Linked DNA regions of Sus scrofa: region 2 is linked to region 1. A link is a contact called in public Hi-C data. All regions are on one chromosome and are shown on one strand. Each heading gives the region's core, a stretch centred on a gene start, on an enhancer-like site or on the middle of the called end of the contact. The rest is flanking DNA. Distances are from core to core; before and after follow the strand shown. Region 1 holds the start of HABP4 (hyaluronan binding protein 4). Region 2 holds the start of SLC35D2 (solute carrier family 35 member D2).

What was found. A called contact is a pair of places that touch in the nucleus more often than the background predicts.
Region 2: a contact with region 1 is called in a Hi-C map of skeletal muscle, with 3 times the contacts expected there. The contact joins the promoter of SLC35D2 here to the promoter of HABP4 in region 1. A contact is called at or near these places in 2 of 5 promoter capture datasets (fetal liver and liver), 10 of 47 Hi-C or Micro-C datasets (embryonic fibroblasts, fibroblasts, heart right ventricle and 4 more) and 2 of 2 datasets of contacts at active chromatin or transcription factors (alveolar macrophages and skeletal muscle).

Annotation. Positions count from the first base shown.
Region 1 is chr10:25,634,511-25,641,639 of Sscrofa11.1, forward strand. It overlaps HABP4 (hyaluronan binding protein 4), which reads right to left and starts at 1,490. Exons shown (of 8, transcript NM_001244681.1): 1 at 1,036-1,490. The coding sequence starts at 1,399.
Region 2 is chr10:25,734,500-25,741,612 of Sscrofa11.1, forward strand. SLC35D2 (solute carrier family 35 member D2) reads left to right here and starts at 3,758. Exons shown (of 10, transcript NM_001244362.1): 1 at 3,758-3,937. The coding sequence starts at 3,786. ZNF367 (zinc finger protein 367) reads left to right here. Exons shown (of 5, transcript XM_021064593.1): 5 at 1-574.

The DNA.
Region 1 (7,129 bases), core at 240-2,739:
AGCACCAAATGCCTTCGAGTCCTAGAAGAAACAGGGGGAGTCCTGGAGACTTTGCCACTGATGCAGTTCAGGTGAGAAAGGACACTTGGGCACCCACCATCCCTGAATGCAGACAGTAGTATACCATTGCACTGGCCGTTCTGGCTAAGCAGGTTGTGGGGAACTTTGAATATTCGTGTTGAAAAAATTAAAAACGCTCTTCTTAAGGCAGTCAGAGTTAATCACAAGTTACACAACCCATCAACACTGCTTGCTGCCTTGAAAACGTACCGGACGACTGCTGGAAGCTATCCTAAGAAGGATGGGTGAAGGCACAGAACTTGGAAGGCGCCGGGGACCCCGCGGCCACCCCCGCCGCATTCCGCTGGCGGCCCTGACGTCACAGCCCGCCCCCGCGGTCACTCGGGCCTTCCCTCCATCACAGAGGATCCAGCCCCTCACCCCGGAGATCCTTCACACGTCCCGGGCTCTCGCAGCCACTCCCAAAGGGCCGGGTTGCGCCCTTCTCCATCCTCCTTAAGAGGGGCGCTCCTCTCCCCTTCCCACCACCCTTTTCTTTCTACCTCCCGATGAGAATCTTGCAGAGGTTAGGCTGGAGGATGGAGAAGGTCCCGGCTAGTTCTATATTTGAGAGCCCCAGGGCAGCGACCCCAGTGTTCGCCCCTACACCTCAACCCCAGAAATAGTCCTCAACTTTGGCCAACTTGTAAAGGCTCAGCCGCAGGGTTTTGAAACCCCCTATTCCAAGCTTGCACTCTCCCTTGCCCCCAGAAGGGACTAAAAAAGGCCAGAAGTGGCGTGACACCCCCGATTCCCGTCCTTTCCCCCACCTTCCTGGGCCACAAGGACCCTCAACTCCAGCCAACTCTTTCCAGAGCCCCTTGCTCTTTCTGAACAGGTTCCAGGGACCCCAGTCTCGCAGCGGGGGATCGTGAGGGAGCTGAGGAAGGGTGACCTCCTTGACCCCATTCTCCTTTCCCTCCTGCCCACCGCGCCCACCACGGGCCGCCCAGGTGCCGGGCGGGGCGCACGTACCAGGCGGCTGCGGGCCGCCCCCGGGGCTGTCCGGCTGCTGTGCGCCGGGGGCCGGGAGGCTCTTGCGCTCCTTCTGGGACTCCCTCCGGCCGCCGCCCGCGCCGGGTCTGTGGCCCGAAGCCCCAGCCGGGCTCCTGCCACCGCGGTTGCCGGTCCCCGCTGCCACCGCCGCCGCCGCCTCGTCGCGCCTCTTGCGCTGCAGCTGCTGCTGGCGCCGGCGCTCGGCCTCGCGCAGGATGTCGAACGGGTCTGACTCGTCGTCCAGCAGCTGGTGGAAGCGGTTGGCCACTACGCAGCCGAAACTCTCCTGCATCACGGCGCCTGCGGCGGCCGCGGCCACAGGACTCCCCAGAGCGCCCTTCATGCCGCCGCGGCCACTGCGGGCCCGCCGAGGGCAGCCCACGCGAGCAAGTCTCAACGAAGCCGGCGGCGAGGACCCATCCTACCCGCAGCTACTGCCCTCCCTGCCCTGCCCAGTCCCGTCCCTCCCAGCGCCCGCCCCCGCGCCGCCGCCGCCGCCCGCCCAGCCGCTACCAGACAGCCAATCAGCGCACGCGGACACGCCCCCTTTCCTAGCCGGCACGACTGGAAACCCAATCAGCGACTGGCTGCTGTCACGTCATGCGACCTCTATGCCCCGCCCCACGACTCGGCAGGGAGGGGTGGGGCCCAAGGGGCGGAGCTAGGCAGCTGGGCTATGAGGGTGGATCCTAGCCATTATTTGCGTTCTCCCTGAATTCATCATCGGCCACTCTTCTTTGAAGTTTATATATTGGTTGAGCCATTCAACAACTACACAGTGGACACTATATGTGCCAGACATTATGTTGTAGGAGATATTAGCTCCTTGTTTTCGTGGATCTTACAGTCTATAGGCAGAAAAGTGCTCTAAAAGAAAGGCCCATACTTCTCTATGATCCTATAGCAAAGGGACCTGACCTAATTAAGAAGCCTGAAAAGACTTTCCCTGGGAAATGATGGTTAAGCTGAGATCTGAAGGATGACAAGGGCCAGGAGCAAAGGCAAGTCCTGGAATCTTGAGCTGGGGTGAAGCACAACCCATTCAAACTCAGTGAACCAGTTTGCAGAGTTAGGGGAGGGCCTGACTGGTGAGGTATAGGCATGTGGTGCAAATCTGGCAGAACAAACCGTGGGTGAGTCTTCCGGAGGATTTCTTGGAGGAACATTTTTCTGGTACCTAAAAAGGGTTGGGAAGGGATCTGTCATCTTTCCACTTCTGTTTTTTGGTCCATGTTATGTGAGGGGGACATGATGCTTGGAGTTGCTGGCCCTTATTGTGACAGTGAGGGTGGCAGAGCAGAATGATGGAGAAAACCTTGTTCCTTGATGATGTGCTGCTGCTGACTTAACCACGGTCCGGAATCTACCTGCCTCAGACTTATTCTGTAAGACAGCAAATGCCATTATTGTTTAAACTAGTCTTCGTTATACTTGTTTCTTGTATCCAAAAGCATTCTGCTACAGCATCTTGCTTAGGTGGGTCATTACCAGCTTTTGCTGTCCTTTAATAGCAAATGGAAAAAGAACTCTTAATCCTAAAACTGCTGCCAGGTCTGTGTTTTACTCACTTATTCAATTTTCTGTCATTCACAAGGAGTAGGACAGGGATGATGTCTGTCGTATTCATTGCAACTTATATCCCCAGTGCTTAGCATTCTAGGTAGCTGTACAGTAGGTTCTCAGGAAATATTTGTTGAATGACTGAAGATTTTAAGGTAGCTGGTCTTCTCCTTCTTGGAGTCAGTGGAGGTTTATGATTAAAAGCCTATTTTTTTTTTTTAATCTAAAAGAGGAGCAGGTGTTCAAACAAAAACTTGTAACTGATCTTCATAGTTGCACTACTCACAATAGCTAAAATGTAGAAACAAACAAAGTATATCAACTGATGAATGAATAAACAAAATATGGTGCAATAGATTAATATTTGGCCAAAAAGAGTGCCTCTTGTGGCTCAGCAGGTTAAGAACCCAACTAGAGGAGTTCCAGTTGTGGCTTGGTAAGTTAATAACCTGACTAGTTAGTATCCCTGGCTTGGTTCAGTGGATTAGGATCTGGCGTTGCCATGAGTTATGGTGTAGGTCGCAGACATGGCTCGGATCGTACATTGTTTCGGCTGTAGTGTAGGCTGGCAGCAGCTCTGATTCGACCCCTAGCCTGGGAACTCCCGTATGCTGCAGGTGCAGCCCTAAAAAGCAAAAAAAAAAAAAAAAAAAAAGATTCCAGCTAGTATCCATTCCTGGCTTTGCTGAGTGAGTTAAGGATCCCAAAATTCCACAAGCTGCAGTGTAGTTTTCAGATGAAGCTCAGATCTGGCATTGCTGTAGCTGTGGCATAGGCTGGCAGCTGTAGCTCTGGTCCAGTCCCTAGCCTGGGAACTTCCATATGCCAAGGGTGAAGCCCTAAAAAAAAAAAAAAAAAAAAAAAAAAAAAGACAAAAAGATATTTGGCCAAAAAACGGGAATGAAGTACTGATACTTGTTATAGCACAGATGAACCTTGAAATCCTTATGCTAAGTGGAAGAAGCCAGACACAAAAGGTCAAATATGCTTCTATTTATATGAAATGTCCAGAATCGACAAATCTGTAGAGACAGAAAGCAGATTAGTGGTTGCCCAGGGGTTCAGAAGAAAGGGAATGAGGAGTGACTGCTTTATGGGCACGAGGATGCCTTAGAGTGATAAACATTTTCTGGAACTAAATAGTGGTGATGGTTGCACAAAATGTGAATGTGATAAGACCACTGAATTGTCAAATTGTTAAAATAGTAATTTATGTGTGTTTTGCCACATTTTTTTTGCTTTTTTTTTTTTTTTTTTTTTTTTTTTGGTCTTTTGAGGTCCACACCTGAGGCATATGGATGTTCCTGGGCTAGGGGACAAATTGGAGCTGCAGCTACCAACTTATGTCACAGTCAAGCAACTCAGGATTTGAGCCGTGTCTGCAACCTACACCACAGCTCACGGCAATGCCAGATCCTTAACCCAGGATCTGAACCAGGGATTGAACCCTCGTCCTCATGGATACTCCTAGTCCTGTTCACAACCACTGAGTTGCAACTGGAACTCTGCCACAATTTTTTAAAAGGCATATATTTTGAGGTTAGACCATGATTTGAATCTTGATTCTACCACTAATTAACTTTGTAACCTTATTCCTTACTTTTGTGCCTCAGTTTTCTCATCTATGAAACAAGGAAAATAATGGTACCTACTTCAGAGGGTTATTGTGAGGACTGAGTTTGATAATGCATGTGAAGTCTTCATTGTCATACCTGGCACAGAGTAAATAAATCCTTAGTAAAAGTCATTTGATAGTAATTATGATACCAAACAGGAAAAAAAAAACCTAAAAAACAAAAACAAACAAACATGGGCATAGCCACATAGCTTAGAAAATAAAGAATACCAAAAAAAGCAGTGAGGTGTGTTTGCTGAATAATACCACCAGCCCTTCTGTGGCATTTACTTATGGGCCCCAGTGGGAATGCAGTGGGGTTTAACCACATACAAAATGTAAATTACCTTGAGCTAATTAATATGCAAATTCCATTAGGAATAATAAAATAAAATACACCAATGCCTTCCAGATTGACTTAAATTCGTAGAAAGATCAAAGGATTTAAAAATATGTGGCTTTACTAGAGCTCCCGTCGTGGTGCAGTGGTTAACGAATCTGACTAGGAACCATGAGGTTACGGGTTCTATCCCTGGCCTTGCTCAGTGGGTTAAGGATCCAACGTTGCCGTGAGCTGTGGTGTGGGTTGCAGACTTGGCTCGGATCCCGCGTTGCTGTGTCTCTGGCGTAGGCCGGTGGCTACAGCTCTGATTAGACCCCAGCCTGGGAACCTCCATATGCCGAGGGAGCGGCTCCAGAAAAGGCAAAAAGACCAAAAAAAAAAAAAAAAAAAAAAAAGTAGCCTTACTACCTTTAATTCTATGCATAGAGCAACACCTGAGTTAAGACCAAGGCAGAGGGACCAATCAGGCTAAAAAGGTGTGAGTTTTTGTGACTCATCAAAGAGTTGCATTCCATCTACTGTTTTGCTGCTGGATCCCTGCTCCCTCTTTGCTTACCTTTCTCCTCTGTAAAATTATAGTCAGTCCTGTGTTCCTCACATGGTTGATGGGAAAGTAAAACCAAAGAGGTAAATTTAAAAAGATTTAAAAATTACATTATTTTACAGTTGTTTCTACTTGGATAATAATGCACGAACGAAAGTATTTTTCTTAATTCTAAGAGGGTCTCATCTGTTTTTTATGCCAGTTGAATCAATTGTGATAAGAGCAATGAAATTATGGTTCCTGGTTTAGTCGTTACAAGGTTGATAAGTGAATTTAAAATCAGTTTCCCACAGCAAATGAATAGGAGCAAATAAACAGTCTCAAAGTTAAGGGTTACAGAACCATAAATCAGTAACAACCAGGATGCTGCAGGACAACTTCTAGCAAGCAAAAATCCATTTATGATGACCAGAAATGGAGTATTTAAATCAGGAAAGGAGCTGCACCCAGCCTACTAATATTTGTATTCTTTTTATTTTTATTTTTTATTTTAGCACTGCACTCGAGGCATATGGAGGTTCCCAGGCTAGGGGTTGGATCCGAGCTGTAGTTGCTGGCCTACACCACAGCTCACAGCAACCCAGATCCTTAACCCAGTGAGCAAAGCCAGGGATCGAACCTGTGTCCTCATGGATGCTAGTCAGATTCATTTGTGCTGAACCACGATGGGAACTCCTAATATTTGTATGCTTGGCGTTATTGAGGTTGTTTCCGGCTTCCTTATGATAAGATATTACTGGCTACCACAATTGTTTATATCCTCAAGACACTTTTGCCAATAGAACAGTTTTTTATTCTCTCAATTAAAATGTATTCTCTGGGAGTTCCCGTCGTGGCGCAGTGGTTAACGAATCCGACTAGGAACCACGAGGTTTCGGGTTCGATCCCTGGCCTTGCTCAGTGGGTTAAGGATCCGGCGATGCCGTGAGCTGAGGTGTAGATCGCAGATGCGGCTTGGATCCTGTGTTGCTATGGCTCTGGAGAGGCCGGTGGCTACAGCTCCAATTCGACCCCTAGCCTGGGAACCTCCATATGCCACAGGAGCAGCCCTAGAAAAGGCAAAACGACCAAAAAAAAAAAAGAACTGGATAAAAAAAATAAATAAATAAAATGTATTCTCTACTATTAAAATATCAGTCTTGGTTGTAATTTTAATCCAGGCTGAATAATTTGGAATTTCAAACCTTTAAATTCTACATTTAGGAGTTCCCACTGTGGCTCAGCCGGTTAAGAACACTCCTAGTATCCATGAGGATGCATGTTTGATCCCTGGCCTCACTCGATGGGTTAAGGATCTGGTGTGGCCACAGGCTGCGGCAGAGGCTCAAGATGTGGCTCAGAACCTGCTTTGCTGTGGCTGTGGTGTAGGCTGGCAGCTGCAGTTCCGATTCAACCTCTAGCCGGGGAATTTGCATATGCCATAAGTACAGCCCAAAAATGAAAAAAGAAAAAAAAATTCTATATTTATTCTAGATCCTTCCAGTTGTGAGCACCAGAAAACTCACAATTAAAACAAAGTAACTTTTTTGGCTCAAGAAAAAAGTCCAAGAATGAATCACACACAGCTGGGTCAGGGATAAACCAAACCATGACCTGATTTATCCGTCTGCTCCTCGCCACCTCTTTGCTACATTTTCTTCTGTATTGGCTTCCCTTTTACCAGTCTCACACTATAGGTGGTCCCAGTAGTGCCATGTTTAAAGCCTTACAGTTGCAAGCCCTGCAAAAAAAAAAAAAAAAAAAAAAGGACCTTTCTGGCAGTGTTGGTACAGGAACCCCAGAATTGAATCATTGGCCTTTCTTGGGTTGTGAGTACAGTTTTGAACCAGTTGTTACAGTGAAGGGCATTCTCTGATTCTGCCAGGCCCCATTCACCAGGTCAAGCTGGAACCAGCCCCCTGGACGCTGCAGCTCAGTGGAGGGAATGGGTTCCCGAGGAACATAAGGTTTCCAGTACCAGCAGATAGAATGGATGGCTGGGCAGGTAACAGAATTCCCCACGGGTGTTGAT
Region 2 (7,113 bases), core at 2,508-5,007, 100 kb after region 1:
GCAGAGTAAGAGACTATAGCATCTGGATTTTCTTGGTTTCAGTTTCAACATTTTTCTTTAAAATTTTTCCTCTCAAATATGACTTAAATGAATTATAAAAAAGCTTCCTCAGTCTTGGGAAATTTAAAATTTGATGAACTTACCTAGAGGACAGTTAAGAATTTTAAAAATAAAAATACTTGTCTATTCACAGAAAATAAAATTTAAGGACTTCAAAAGTAAGAGTGTTTGTTTCTCCGGTCAGCTTTTGTCAACTATAATAGTTCTGTTCACAAACATTTTGTAATTTGTCACATTGGAAGTTTAAGAAATTATTGCAACTATTTGCTATGGAAATATTTAAAATGTTCTTTTTTTTGATATAAGCTATGTACTTGGACAAAAATACATTGGCATCTAAAATTTGGGGTGTGTTAAGACTTTTTTGTTTTAAAAATGTGGTTTACATTCAAATTTTTGAAGTGTTTATGCTTCATATGGCTAAGTTGTAGTTTGGCAGAGTTAACAGCATAAGAATAAACATGCTGTAAGTTTAAAAAATGCTTTGAATAAAAGTTTATTTTAATTTACAGTTTAAAGTACACATTCATTCTTAAACTCTTTCTAATTTATTTTCCTTTTATTTTTTTAATTTAATTTTTTTTTTTTTTTTGGTCTTTTTGCTATTTCTTGGGCCACTCCCGCAGCATATGGAGGTTCCCAGGCTAGGGGTCGAATCGGAGCTGTAGCCACTGGCCTACACCAGAGCCACAGCAACGTGGGATCTGATTTCTCTAATAATTAGTGATGTTGGGCATTTTTTCATGTGCCTGTTGGCCATCTGTATGTCTTTTTTAGAGAAATGTCTATTCAGTTCTTCTCCCCATTTCTCAATTGGGTTGTTGGGTTTTTTGGCTGTTGAGTTGTATAAGCTGTTTGTATATTTTGGAGGTTAAGCCCTTGTCAGTTGCATTGTTTGCAACTATTTTCTCCCATTCTGTAGGTTGTCTTTCTTTTTTTTTTTTAAATGGTTTCCTTTGCTGTGTAAAAGCTTGTAAGTCTGATTAGCTCCCACTGGTTTATTTTTGGTTTTATGTCTATTGCCTTGGGCGACTCACCTAAGAAAACATTTGTATGGGTGATGTCTGAAAATGTTTTGCCTATATTTCTCTTCTAGGAGTTTAATGGTGTATTTTGGTGCATTTTATATTTCATTCCAGTCTCATCCCAGGCATCTTTAGTTGAAATCATGGTGCGAATTCCTTTTCCTTATTTTAAAATCAGGGCCTTTTTTTGTTTTTCTTTTTACGGCCACACCTGCAGGATATGGAAGTTCCCATGTTGAATCAGAGCTTCAGCTGACACCTATGCCACAACCACGGCAAGCAACATAGGATCCAAGCTGCATCTGCAAACTATACCTTTGCTTGCAGCAATGCTGGAGTGAGGCCAGGGACTGAACCCACATCCTCGCAGAGACTATACTGGGTCCTTAACTCGCTGAGTCACAACAGGAACTCCAAATTATGACCTTGTAGACTCTAGTTATTCCTTTAACTTCTTCATCTGTTTCATTATTACAGTATTAAAAATGCTGGTGTTGATAAGGATTAAACTATTGCCAGCCCTAACTTGGATTTCATTTCACTTAGATTCAAGACGTGTTGAATCTGAGGTCACCTCCAGAGGATCCAGTCAGGGCCTGTTTACTTTTCTGAGTCAAGTAACTTGGTTTAATATTTTCATTAGCTATTTTTGGTAGATCGTTAGTTGTCCACACAGTGGCAAAGTTCAGCCCTTCCAGGCTTTGTGCAGAAGACTTCCACAAGCAACTCTTTAGTGTGAGTTGTGGTTTAAACAGTAAGGATGAGATTTTGACAGTGACTTAAGTTCCTAGAAGTATGTACACAGAAGCAAATTAAATACAAATATGATTAAGCCTATTGTTAAAAGTGATTTTAAAATACTGTCTTGCAGCCAAAACTTATTTGGAGGCTAACTGGAAACTTAGTTGATTCTTTTTGAGGAAATTTAGATTTTGGGTTTAACTTGAATATGAATTCATTTTCTATTTTAAATCAGTCTTATATGTATTTATTTGATTCCTGTTTTTGCGTTTTGTAGATTCTTCCTTTCTGGCTTTTTTACTGCTAGTTTTTTTTTGTCAAAAGTTGTGCTTTCGTTCTTTTCAGTACTGAAAATGTTCTTGGTTGTTCAGTGCCTCCAATAGAAAACCATTGCATGGCTTCAATATGGTTAGGCTCAAATATATATTTAACTTGACATCTTTAGCTTTTCTAAAAAGCTAGAATTTCAGATTTTTAAAATTATTTAGGGAGTTCCTGTCATGGCATAGCAGAAACAAATCCGACTAGGAACCATGGGGTTGCGGGTTCAATCCCTGGCCTTGCTCAGTGGGTTAAGGATCCGGCATTGCCATGAGCAGTGGTGTAGGTCGCAGCCACTGCTCAGATCTGGTGTTGCTGTGGGTCAGCAGCTACAGCTCTGATTAGACCCTTAGCCTGGGAACCTGCATATGCCACGGGAGCGGCCCTAAAAGGATAAAAGACAAAAAAAAAAAAAATTAGAATGAAAATATGGGACAGTTAATTGAAAAAATTCTAGAGCAAGTAGATGCTGGTCAGAGTTAACACAAACAACAAACCTATCCTTAGATGTACCCATGTAGAAAAGAAATGGGCCCTCAGGGGGAGAACCTGCCATAAAGCACCCAGAGGCAAGAAACCTGGAGACTTTGCACCCATATCATCCCTAGGCATTTCGCAAAGATAAATGAAAGTATACATTCACACAAAAACTTGTACATGAATATTCATGGACCATCTTTGTTTTTTGGCAGTTCCTAACCTGGAAACAACCAATGCCCATCACATAATCACTGAGGAATGGATACACAAGTCGTGGTACTACTCAACAATGAAAAGACTCAAACCTGGCTGAGTCACTAAAATAATAAACTGAGCCAAAAAAGCCTTGAAAGACTACATGCTCGTTTCCATGAAATTTCTGAACAGGCAAATTTAGTCTATGGTAACAGAAATCAGAATGAATTGAGGGGATCGATCGCCCTCAGTAGGACACAGTGCACTGGGGGAATGGAAGTGTTCTACGGTTTGGTTTTGTTTTTTTTTTTTTTGTATTTTGGGGGCCTCACCCAGGGCATATGGACGTTCCCAGGCTAGGGGTTGAATCGGAGCTGTATTTGCCAGCCTACACCACAGCCACAGCAACTGCCGGCACCTTAACCCACTGGGCGAGGCCAAGGATGAAACCCACATCCTCATGGTTGCTAGTCGGGGTTCGATAACCACGTAGGGAACTCAGATCTTTTTTGTTCTATGTTTTGACTTGGGTGGTTACATGGGTTACGCATTTGTCAAAACATCAAACTGTGGACTCGATTGCATTTCACTGTATGTACATTATACATTTAAAATTGTCAAAAAAAAAAAAAAAGACAAAAAAAAGTCTTAATATTTCTCGCCAAGAGAGCAAAACGGTCTTTAACATTTCTCCCCAGTCTTTGGAGGAAGATGGGGTTTTTAAACTCTGCCAAACCCGTTTCTGTGCTCCTTTCAGACAAGCCATCAGAAAGTGGTGTTTTTGAGCCCGAACTCCAGCCAAACCCGCTCTTCTCCCTCCAGTAGCTTCGGGGCGACCGATGGGGCCGCGCTGGCGTGTGGGGTTCCCGCCGCAGCCCTTCCTGTTTCGGCCGCGGGCCGGGGGTGGGGACGGAACTTGGGCGGGGCGTCCCCAAGTGCGGTGGAGGCTGGCGGCCGCTGGACATGACGGCCGGCGGCCAGGCGGAGGGCTCGGGCGCTGATCCCGGCTCCGTGGGGCTGCCTTCCCGGGCGGCCAAGCTGCTGTCCGCGCTCTTCTATGGGACCTGCTCCTTCCTCCTCGTGCTGGTCAACAAGGCGCTGCTGACCACCTACCGGTGAGGCGGGCGCCAGAGATCCGGGCGGGGTCCGCGGGGGTGCCCGGCTGCTCGGCGGCGACCCACCCCGGGGACCTTCCCGATCCGATGCCGCCCTGTCCCCGCAGGGCCTGGCAGGACACCCCGAGGTCCCCGAGCGGGGGAGTGCAGCCGGGCTGCCCCTGCCCTTGGTGCACTTGGGCCGCCCCCTGCGCAACCGACGGGCGGGGACAGCGAGCCGGGAGTGTCTCTGCTGACTCCTGCGCCGGCGTGGGTGGCTTTGTGCTTGGCACCTGGGCCATGTTTGCACCGGCCGGAACCTTCGCAGCGTTGCATAAACCGAACCACAGTCTAGCAAAGTCATTCCGCTGTCAGTGAGCGCGGACACAGGACCGCTTACTCCTGCAGGACCTTGCGCAGCGGCGCTTGTAGAGTTTTCACGAGCACCAGTGAGCTGAAACAAGTGATCTGAATGTGTTCTGTAAATGTGAACTATTCTTTGTACACATCGAGGTGTTCAACAATCAGAAGGGGCCCGGGTGGATAAGTTTATTTGCATTTGATCATTCAAAACGGGGGAAAACCAAAGTTCATATTTTAGACTTTTTTGATGAGTGTGCAGTAAACCAGGAAACTTGTGGTTCGTTGAACCTGTATGTAAAGACTAGAATATCCTGTTTAGTTATGCTTTCATTGTATCGGCATTGAAAGCCCTGTGGTTTTAGATCCAGCTCCCGCATTTAATAGCTATGCCTCTTGCGCCAGTCTCAGAGTCAGCGGTTTTTTTTTCAGATGTGAAAGTTGGATAATTACGATTATGTTAGTTACCTTCCAGAGCTCTGGCGTGAGCTATCATTAAGTGAGGGCTCTCTTTGTAAATGGTACTGTTGCTATAAGAATGTAAAATTAAAGTTTTATAAAGAACCCAAAGAGCCCTCAGAGAGTATCTTTGGCCTTCTTATTTTGTTTATGCTTGCAAAAGCTTCTATCCTGGAGTTCCTGTCGTGGCTCAGCAGAAAGGAATCTGACTAGCATCCATGAAGATGCAGGTTCGATCCCTGGCCTTGATCAGTGGGTTAAGGATCCGGCATTTCCATGAGCTGTGGTGTAGGTTGCAGATGTGCTCAGATCTGGCATTGCTGTGGCTATGGGTGTAGGCCAGTGGCTACAGCTCCAATTTAACTGCTAGCCTGGAAACCTTCATGTGCCACGGATGTGGCCCTAAAAAAAAAAAAAAAAAAAAAAAAAAAAAAAAAAAAAAAAAAGCTGAGACCCACAGGAGCTTGGCTGGTTCCACCTCTAAACCTCTAACGGACATTTACTGAGCACCTGTTATGTGCCATGCTCATCACTGGTACCACGGAGGCAGCTGTGAAAACACGAAGCTCCCGTTCTGGAGATTCCACATCCCTGGTGGACTCAAAAAATAAACCAGTAGGCTCATGAATAAGGCGGGTGGTTTCAGGTGGAGTGGTTGGTGCTAGAGCGTTCCAGACAGAATGCTGGAGAGGGCATGAGCTTGACATGCTGGAAGATCAGAGAGAGGGTCCCTGGCTGGAACCGAATGAACATGTGGGAGAGGGTAGGAGAGACAACAAGAAGATAGGCAGGAAAGGCAGAATCAGAGCCTTCCTTCAGTTAATAATATTGTATTAAGCCCTTGTTATGTGCCAGCACTGGGCAGATCCAAACCCCAAATGTCAGAGAGCATATATCCATCTTCCCAGAGCTTACATGGAGATTTTGAGTGAATCAGTAAATAAACTGGTAGAATTTATGTAACATCAGATGCAGCCATGTGTTCAGGAGACAAAAATAAGGAAAGGGAATTAGGGACTGTGAGCATGGGAAAGTATTGCCGTCTCAGTGTGATTGGTGAGGCTTCATTAAAGGAGGCGACATGTGAGCCAAGACTTGAGGAAGATAAGGGAGGAACATTCCAGGCATGGAGGAGTGAGGCGTACAGGTGGCACTGGTACTAGATAGGGTTCCAGAGTCATGGATTTCTAGATTGTGGAGAACCTCTGTGGCCATTGAAAAAGCTCTGAGGGAGATGAGAGCCAATGGAAAGTGTCCAGCAGAGGCGTGTGATCAAACTCACTCCCACCTGCTCTGTTGACAGCAGATATTGGGGGATCAGGGTGGAGGGAGGGAGACCACGATGGTATTTATTTATTTATTTATTTATTTATTTTTATTTATTTAGCTTTTTAGGGATGCACCCGTGGCACATGGAGGTTTGCAGGCTAGGGATTGAATTGGAGCTACAGCTGCCAGCCTACACCAGAGCCACAGCAACACGGGATCCGAGTTGCATTTGCAACCTACACCACAGCTCATGGCAATGCCGATCCTTATCCCACTGAGTGAGGCCAGGGATCGAACACACAACCTCATGGTTGCGAGTTGGATTCGTTTCCGCTGTGCCACAATGGGAACTCCAGATAGTTTTAATTTTAGTTTGCATGCAATTAGAAATCCCTTGGAAGGTTTCAGCATGGGTAGTGACATGACATCATTTGTATGATTAACAGGATTTTTTTGGCTCATGGGTGGGTGGAGAACTGATGGTACTGGAAGCAAGAAGAGGAGCTAGGAATTGATTGCGGTATTCTAGATAATTCTGAGTGATGGCTTGGACTGGGGTGGAGGGTAGCAGGGGCTATGGAGGGAAGCGATGGATTTGGGATATTTTCTGGTGATCCTATGGCTCTTGATAATCTTCACAAGGTCTCCTAGTGTGTTGCAGCATGCTTTCCAGTGTCCATGTGAAACACACACCTGCCTCAAAGAAACTGGAGTGAACACATACTCAAACCTGGCTCATTTAGTATATAAGGCAGGCAAATGAAAGAAAAAGAAAACAGGAGTTCCCACTGTGGCGCAGTAGAAACAAATCTGACTAGTATCCATGAGAATGAGGGTTCGATCCCTGGCCTTGTCCAGGGGATCGGGGATCCAGCATTGCCGTGAGCTGTGGTGTAGGTTGCAGATGTGGCTCAGATCCCAAGTTGCTGTGGCTGTGGCTGGCAGCTCCCATTCAACCCCTCTGTATCCTGAGAACTTCCATATGCCATGGGTTTAGCCCTAAAATGCAAAACAAAACAAAGCAAAAAACCCACAAACACCTACGTATAAAACAGGAGAATGCTATTAACAGAACTTTGGGGCGTGGTTGGGATTCTATCAATTGAAGT